3 separate regions of the Mus musculus genome follow, and all the other regions are linked to region 3. The links are chromatin contacts, called in public Hi-C and Micro-C maps. All regions are on one chromosome and are shown on one strand. Each heading gives the region's core, a stretch centred on a gene start, on an enhancer-like site or on the middle of the called end of the contact. The rest is flanking DNA. Distances are from core to core; before and after follow the strand shown. Region 1 holds the start of Galnt9 (polypeptide N-acetylgalactosaminyltransferase 9). Region 2 overlaps Galnt9 (polypeptide N-acetylgalactosaminyltransferase 9). Region 3 overlaps Fbrsl1 (fibrosin-like 1).

Region 1 (2,799 bases), core at 65-2,564, 180 kb before region 3:
ACTCCGCTCCTACCCAGTTCTGCTGGACACTTGACTCCATCTCTCCACACAGCACCAGTGGTGCCTTCCGTTTCTCCCACAACAGAACTTTCTGCAGGAGCCCTGAGCATCCTTGAAAGGTGGCTCTCCAGGCCAGAGGTCACACTGTAATAGACAAGACACGCACTGTGCCATGCAGAGGAAGATGGGATCAATCACTTTTAGATGGGCAGTAATCACCCCCTCCTTCCGTATCTCCAGGGAGAGGAGTGAGTCCGGTCTAAACCCACAGCTTGGAAAGGCTCTCTGGGTCCTTGCAGGGAACCTCGGTGTCACCTTCACCCTCACAGCTTTGTAAGGTACCTCTGGTTCCTGAATGTGAACCTAGGCACGGTCTGGACCTCCCTCACTGTGGATCTAGGTATTGCCTGAGCCCCTCACTACCCTTCTGCCAACTCCTCAGAGGCTCTTCCTTGAGAAGTTAGAGTTCTCTTGGGTAGTAACTTTGGAGGCATTATGCGGGAGGCAAGGGACAGTTCCCAAGTGTTCACAGGATGAGTAGATAATGCAGTCGCTCTATTACCGCCGCCCTCTGCCAATGAAGGCCTCCAGCATTTCCTCTACAGGACCCAGGGTAGCTTCCACTCGGGACCCTGGAAGATATTGTGGGATGGGTGTGGACAGCCACTCCTGGATAGAGTAGTGTCCTAACACGGGACCCTGCCTCCCCTCCATCCCGCGGCTCACCATTCAGCTGGTTGTAGACCACCTCCTCCAGATGGTCCAGGCGCTGTAGGATGGCCTCACGGTCGGCCAGAGCACTCGCCTTGGATAGCCGATTGCGCATCCGGCGGTCGGTGCCTCGCACGACCTGCACCAGCGCCTCAGAACGGTCCTGCAGGCGGCAGTACACCGAGAAGAGAATGATGCCCACGAACACCAGGATGTTGACCGTCAGCAAAGTTTTGATCTTCCTGGCCACCGCCATGAGCGCGGCTCGGACGGGGCCGCCTCACCCGCCGGGCATCCCCGGGGCCCCGGGGCCGCAGGAGCCTGGGAGCGGCCGGCCGCGGTGGGGACCATGGGCTGGGCAAGGGCGGGAGCTGTTCTTTCAGCACCACCGCGCGGGCTCCACGAGCCAGGCCGCCGCGACCCGCCCTTCTTCAGCGCGCAGAAACCGTCCGGGGATGCGGGTACAGGGCGCCGCCCGCATAGTCAGCAGGGCCCGCCCGCCGGGAGCTTCCTGGGCCGGGAGGCAGCGCGAGGCCTTAGCTGCTGCGTCCCGCTCCTGCGCGCCCCGATCGCTCCTGCGCGCCCCGCTCCTGTGCGCTCGGCTCCTGCGCGCCCCGCTCCTGCGCGCCCCGAAACCACGGCGCCGGTGCGCAGTGACGCGGCCTGCGCTCATCAGCATGCACGCGGCGCCCGCTGCCCCGCCCGCCGCCCCAAACCGATCCCGCGCGCCACCCCTGGCCAGGATAGGCCCACGTGGAGCGAGGCCCAGGGCGCGGCACCACTCCGAGCTTCAGACCGCCCTCCGCGCCTGGGCTTATTTTAGGGGACAAAACCCAGACTTGACCCCTAGGAACACGAAGCCTTAGGGAACGCCGGTCAGGACTGTGCTGTGGGGTGCACGCTGGGGTGTGGTGAGGTGCCTTTGTGCAGTAATGAGTCAGAGCCACCTAGATTTGCCTGCCCACCGCTCCTTGTCAAACCTAACCTGATTGGTTGCCCTCTTCTGGGACCAAAGGATAAGAAAGGAGAGTAGAGTAGGCTGTAGATTGAGCGATCCTATTGTAGCATCAGGCCAAACAAATAAAGGAAACACAAATCTTGACCAGGTGTCCCAAGTCCTCAGAGTTCAGGTGCACGCTCAGCCAGAAGAAAAACAACAAACACCTGCCCCTCCATCTCTAATTTAGCCCCAAACAAACAGTTGTAGATGAGACTGCTGGGATCAGAGGAGAGATGGCAGAAGTCACACAGCCTGGGCTGTGAGCCTGAATCACACAGACTGTGAGCTTCTCCTTTATACCTGGCTACCACTGAATCTACAGTGCCTGAAATGGTTTCTGACACGTAGCTGGTACTTAGCAAATATTTGTGGAATGAATAAATGATGGAGCATTTCCGAGGAGCTTACTTTGTGGTGGGCTCTGCTCATAGAAGGACAAGGTCTGTGGGACTTTGTAGCTCTTGGTTCAGCATGAGTATTTGTGCATGCATGTATCTCGTGTGTGTGCGCACACATATATCATGTATAAGCATGCACGTTTATGCGTTCACTGTGTATGTGCCCATGTGTTTGCATATGTGTTCATGGATATGTGCTTGTGTCTGTGTTACACATGTGTTTCTGCGTTCGTAACTTTCCTTTGTATATGAATGTGCACATGTACAAAGTGTGTCTGATATGTCTCTACATGTTGTATATGTGTGTGCATATACGTGGGATGTCTTCATAATGTACAAGCACATGAGTAGTATGTGATGTGTCTGCATGTGGGTGCATATATATGCATACATGTGCTGTGTCCTTGTGATTATCCACGTGTGCTATGTGTATGTGATACATGTGTGTGTTTGTATGTTCACAGTGTGCAGTTTCTATGTATATATGTGTGTGTGTGTATGTCCATGTCATATCTGTTCACATTCGGGGGAATGGGTAGAGGCTTTGGCTCTTGGTTCAGGCATTCTTTTCCACACTGTCTTCTCCACAAGCCAATGTGTTCTGTGTAGCTTAGAGACATCCAACTTCTCAGTGGAAGCAGCGGGAATAAAAGCCACACTGCTTCTTTTCTAAGTCTCTCCTTCCTGTCA
Region 2 (2,700 bases), core at 26-2,525, 250 kb before region 3:
AACCCGTAGGGGACATTTCATTTTCAAAATATGACACAGTAATAAAAACAAGAGAAAAGCCGAGAAAATTCTAGATAATGAGGACATATTCAGTTGCTATACATAAAGTACTTTATAAAACAATGAGGTAATGGAAGCTCAAAACAGATATGACACCCCCCCACACACACATACATATATACATACACGCACATACATATACACATATACACATATACACACATACATATACGTACACAACACATGCATAGACACACATATATACCCCAAACCACACATGTATGTATATACACATACACATAGACACACACATACATACACATACACACATACATACATATACTTATATATACATACACATATACATATATACACTTATATATACATACACACATATGTACATACACACATATACACACATATATACACAAAACCACACATGTGTATGTAAGAACATACACATACATGCACACCTACACATATAGACACACACACACATAGACACATACACATATAGACACACACATATATAGACAAACTCATATTCACAAAATTACCTGTGCACACATATATACACACCAACATACACATTTTTATATATAGACACATATATACACAAAACCATACATGCACATGTTTTTTTTTTAAAGATTTATTTATTATATGTAAGTTCACTGTAGCTGTCTTCAGACACTCCGAAGAGGGAGTCAGATCTCATTACGGATGGTTGTGAGCCACCATGTGGTTGCTGGGATTTGAACTCTGGACCTTTGGAAGAACAGTCGGGTGCTCTTACCCACTGAGCCATCTCACCAGCCCGCATGCACATGTTTATACACAAACACACACACATATATTTATACCAACACAGACATGCATATTTACCACACACCAAATGCACACCACATACTGACACACATGCATACACACCACACACACTAACACACACATATATACACATACTCAGAGTGTATGGCAGAAGCTGTTGTTCTTATGGCAAAGGATGGAGGAATCTCTATTTTAAAACAGTGGAAAGGCAATTAGACCCTCACTTCTGTACAAGCATGTACCGCACACTGACCGAGATCTCAGAGTGGGAACTCTGGTGCCAACAGGAAGATATTTAAAGGGCTGATGGCTTCAAGTTATCCCTCCAGAAAACACCAGGAAAAGCCCGGTGCCCAGAATGTAAGCCAGATGCACCAGGGAGGGGCTTCCCAACCACACAGGGAGCTGATATCCCTGAGGGCAGAACAGCTCTTCAACCAGCCAGAGAAGGAGGGGCAAGCAAGCAAAGCCAGCCAGGGAGGGAAAAACATATGGTGAACACTTGCACACAGTGTTCAGACTCATTCAAAACCACAGAGCTATGTCCTCAGTGTCTGTCAGAGTTGCAGAAAATAAAAATGACAGCTGATCAGCCCCCACATGTCACAAGGCCTGAACAGTGGCTTTCCTCAGGCATTACTGCCAAAGAAAATATTCCACACACACCACACACACACACACACACTCACACACATACACACACACATATAGACCACACAAACATACACAGCACATTCCACACACACACAAATACAATACATATATACCATACACATATGCACATACCACACACACATAAATATGTATATACATACACACATACCACACAAATACATATATGCACAAAGACCACCCTGTATACCATATGCATGCACATGCATAGACATATATCTCTCACATGTATGCAGACATATCACACATGTACACATACCACACACATACACAGATACCACACTCATTCCACATATGTACATATCACACATATATTACAATCTATATATAATGCATGTACATATTTCACATGCACACATACATGCACACATGTGCACACTGAAATATTACACACATAAACATACAAATATCCTTCTGGGGCAGAAAAGGGGACTAACATTTGTATCAAAAGCTTTATAAAGTTCATCTGACTGAGTAACTCTATTTTCAGAGACATGTTACAAGGGGTTACTGAGCTGTTACAAGAGAATTCAGACCAAGCTGTCCCTTCCAGGCTGGTGATAGAAAGAAGCCATAAGTGCCTGTCTGAGGAAGAGGACGAGGAACTATGGATACATGTTTGCAACAGATGTGTTGTTCCAGTGAATCACCCCAAGGATATCTGCAGAACCACACCAAAGACACAGATATAATTAACATCACACATGACCTACCACATGCAAGTGCACACTCATATCCACAAGTGGGCTCTGAGCAGGGGCACACCTGTCGCTGACAAACTGGGCAATTCCAAATCTATGTGAGCCAGTATGCCTCCCCCGCCCAGGCCCTGCCGCATCAGGCCGGTTTCATAAAGGGAGTAAAACAGTGTTTAAGAAGGTGGGCAAGTGTCTATCAGAGCCATCGTGAACACCCACAGCGTTTAATCCTTAAAGAGGTCCAGGGTTAGTTCTCATGGGCTCCTCTACAGGCTGAGATAGCTGGTGGTGCAGAGGAGCGAGCAGAGTCCAGCTTGAATGCAAGTCTCAGGGGGCATCTTTGAAGACACCGTGCCTGAGATGCTTCTGCTCATGAGATAGCAGATACCCTTCATCCTCCTCTGCCAGGCAACGCCTGCTCCCAGCAGCTGGGGCTTGTGGATATGTTGATAATTGGCAGGCGAGGGTACTCAGCTTGTGGCTACTCTTGTCCAACACCCAG
Region 3 (2,777 bases), core at 184-2,683:
TGCTACAGCCCACTGTAAGCACTGAGGACATGTGGGGTGGAAGGTCCACAGGAGACAAAAGCTGGTCTGATCCATGCAGTTCCTGCAGCAGGCACAACCCTCCTTAGGATGCTCTCTGAGGGCATTGTCCTGCCCCCCACCCCCCAAGAAGCAGAGTTGCCCACCCCCACCCTGTGACAGACCCCCCCCCCTCCCCGCTGTGAGCAGATGTGAGAGAAGAGTTTGCACAGCTGGGGACCCTACCACAAAAGGGTGAGTTCCTCTCCTGGCCCAGGGGTGGCAGTAGATCCCTGCCACCAGACCCTCAAGTGCCCCAGGGCAAGTTGCCCAGGCTAGCCTTGAACTTTATAATGGGTCTTGAACCTGTGAATCTTGTCTCAGCCTCTCACAGGCTGGATACAGGCCTGCGATTTTAGGCTGTTGCTTAAAGCAGCCATCCATCTGTGGTTAAATCAACACAAACCAGCTGCATACACTTGGTGCCTGCTTACGTCTTGAGCAGAGAATTCCATGGTTGGGGCAGTAATGCTGCCTTGCTTTCCCCCACCCGCACCCCATGTGGGAGAACTCCCTTAAGTTTGTCGGGCTGCAGCCAGCCACCCAGAGCTGTATAAAGAACCGAGCCAAAAACCAGGGAAAGATGTTAAGAGCCTCCTGTTGTCTGCTGTGTGCTCTGAGCTGGGGTACTTCTAACACCTCACCAGGCCAGGATACAGAGAAGCTCCACACAGCAGGAAGCTTGAGGTCATAGAAACTTGACAAACGGCTTTCTAGCAGCTGTAGCTGCTGTAGGTAATGGCTCTATCCTGTTGTCCCTAGGGACCTCCTAGAGAAGACGCGCCTGCTGAGCCACGGGTCGCCTGTAGCACCAGTGGGCCACCCCATCAGCAGCCTCCTACAGCGGGGCTCCGGTGAGCTGAGCCGCCCTGGGGTCCTCACCGAGCGTGAGGCTGAGACTCGGGTCAAGGAGAGCCACTCACCTAGCAAAGAGGATGGCGCCAAACTGGCTGCGCGACCTCCGTCACCCTACTGCAAGGCAGCCCTGGGCGACTGCCTACGCCTGGCAGGCCTACTGGGTCGGGAGTCCGGGAAGCAGACGCCTGATCGGCCCCAGGGCGACGTGAAGGTCAAGGAGGAACGCAGGGAAGACGAGACACCGGACCTCACGGGCGTCAGCGTGCACTCCACAGCTACACATATGGGCCTGGGCACAGCAGGCTTCGTGTGGGATCCGCCGCGCGACACCTACCGGGGCCTGGAACTACCGCGCCGCTCCTTCCCAGCCCCGCCGCCCGCTGCGGGACCTTCTCCCTTCGAGCTCTCGGAGCGCGCCTACCGGGACCGCGAGCCTCACGACTACAGCCCGGAGCGCCTGCAGGAGGTGCGCCGGGAGGAGCTGGAGCGCGCGCGCGTGCCCGATTCCGACGCCGCCGCGTTGCTGCCGGCCGTGCACTACCCACGCCTGGCTCCTGGGGCGCTGCACGGGGCGCTCCTGGCACGCACCCCGCCGGCCGCCGCGGTGCTCGGTGCGCCTCCTCCACTGGTGACTGCGGGCGGGGTCCCCACGCCGCCCGCGCATCCCAGGACGACGCTGGGGCCTGGCGAGGCACGGGAGTACTCGCCCGCGTGCAACCCTCCCGAGGTGGAGGCGCGGTAGTCCCGGCGTAGCGAGCTGGCTCACTTAAATTCTTGGGACCTGAGCACAGTTCCCCTGAGTCCCGGAGCAGCGCCACGCTGCAGCCTACATAGTCGAGGACTTTTCGCTTTTCTGGGGGTGACTTCATTTTCCGAGCTTGCGATTAGGTCACTGGGAAAAATTTAGCTTTGTATCTTTTCCCCCTTCACAAGTGACAAAAGCATTTTTAATGGTTTTGTATTTTTCTTAATTTTGTGCTCTAACGACATTTTAAAGAACAAAAAAAAAATTTTTTTTTTAAGTTGGGATTTGCAGTTTAACTTCTCAGATCCCATTTGAGCCCCAGGGTTTGTCTTATTTATGGAAAGAAATGGTCTTTCTGTCCAGCGCACTGTGAGGCTCCGAACTCAGGCCCGGCTCTGGCCTTCCCTTGGTACTTGGAACCGACGTTACAGATATATATTAAAATAGTAATTAATAATAATGTACAAAACTTTGGGTTTTCTGCCTTATTCTATTATGCATAGTTGTAAGAGGATTTCCTTGGTTTGTTTTTTTAGGAAAAAATGTAAATACTCTGTTGATATAATTATAAAACTTATTAAATTCTTAACCTGGACAGTCTATAACAAGTTTCTAGAAACCCCTCTGGTTATTTGTGTACGTGGTCACAAAAACCCACCCGGCTGTCAGTTGTGAACACACTCAACAGTTTAACTGCAACAACTATCCTTCAACTATGCAAGCCTGGGAGGCAGAGCGGGATATTCAGGGGGAGACGGTCTCTGAGCTTCCTACCAAGGTGGTTGGGCCTTCCGGAGAGCCACACTTGTGGATGTTTGCTTAGACTCACAGTGGGCTTCAGGACTGGCTGGCTCTAGTCACAAGGACCAACCTGCACCCGTGTGCTAGTCTTACTGCAGTGTTCTCAGAATTTGTGCAGGCCAGGCAGAATCTTAGACGTTCAAGAGTCTAAAGGTTGGTTACCAGAAGACACAGTTTTTTTCCTCCCAGCGCCCAGCATCTGGGCGTTGCCCTCCCTGTCACTAAGCCTCTCATCCCTCCTTTGGTTTTGGTTTTGCACTCCTGCCCTCTCCAGCTTTCCCGTGTGCTGTGTGTGTGGTGTGTTGTCAGCTTGTCC

What was found. Hi-C and Micro-C count contacts between places; a contact is called where the count stands out from the background.
Region 1: a Micro-C map of embryonic stem cells shows a contact between it and region 3, with 2.2 times the contacts expected there. The contact joins the promoter of Galnt9 here to the enhancer-like site in region 3. A contact is called at or near these places in 8 of 39 promoter capture datasets (the HPC-7 cell line, cranial neural crest, embryonic stem cells and 3 more), 1 of 15 datasets of contacts at CTCF or cohesin (embryonic stem cells), 10 of 484 Hi-C or Micro-C datasets (cortical neurons, embryonic stem cells and stem cell-derived neural stem cells), 10 of 115 datasets of contacts at active chromatin or transcription factors (astrocytes, embryonic stem cells and stem cell-derived neural progenitor cells) and 3 of 9 other capture datasets (adipose tissue, embryonic stem cells and pancreatic islet).
Region 2: a contact with region 3 is called in a Hi-C map of embryonic limb bud, with 2.3 times the contacts expected there. The contact joins two enhancer-like sites. A contact is called at or near these places in 11 of 39 promoter capture datasets (the C10 cell line, the HPC-7 cell line, cranial neural crest and 8 more), 15 of 484 Hi-C or Micro-C datasets (the Ba/F3 cell line, the C10 cell line, the C2C12 cell line and 12 more), 11 of 115 datasets of contacts at active chromatin or transcription factors (embryonic basal ganglia, embryonic forebrain, embryonic stem cells and 2 more) and 4 of 9 other capture datasets (adipose tissue, embryonic stem cells, macrophages and 1 more).

What each region holds. Positions count from the first base shown.
Region 1 is chr5:110,542,870-110,545,668 of GRCm38.p6, reverse strand. Galnt9 (polypeptide N-acetylgalactosaminyltransferase 9) reads right to left here and starts at 1,314. Exons shown (of 11, transcript NM_198306.3): 1 at 727-1,314. The coding sequence starts at 967.
Region 2 is chr5:110,610,241-110,612,940 of GRCm38.p6, reverse strand. All of the region lies in intron 6 of Galnt9 (polypeptide N-acetylgalactosaminyltransferase 9), which reads right to left. Among named protein-coding and RNA genes, the nearest start is that of Noc4l, 42 kb to the left of the region's middle. Within about 2 kb of position 1,275, at least 24 of the 459 cell types and tissues checked have an H3K27ac peak or open chromatin away from gene starts, as enhancers often do. A contact at or near this core is called in embryonic limb bud, where this site is marked.
Region 3 is chr5:110,361,922-110,364,698 of GRCm38.p6, reverse strand. Fbrsl1 (fibrosin-like 1) reads left to right here. Exons shown (of 19, transcript NM_001142642.1): 19 at 820-2,777. The coding sequence ends at 1,657. Among named protein-coding and RNA genes, the nearest start is that of Lrcol1, 19 kb to the right of the region's middle. Within about 2 kb of position 1,433, at least 184 of the 459 cell types and tissues checked have an H3K27ac peak or open chromatin away from gene starts, as enhancers often do. A contact at or near this core is called in cortical neurons, embryonic limb bud, embryonic stem cells and 2 more, where this site is marked.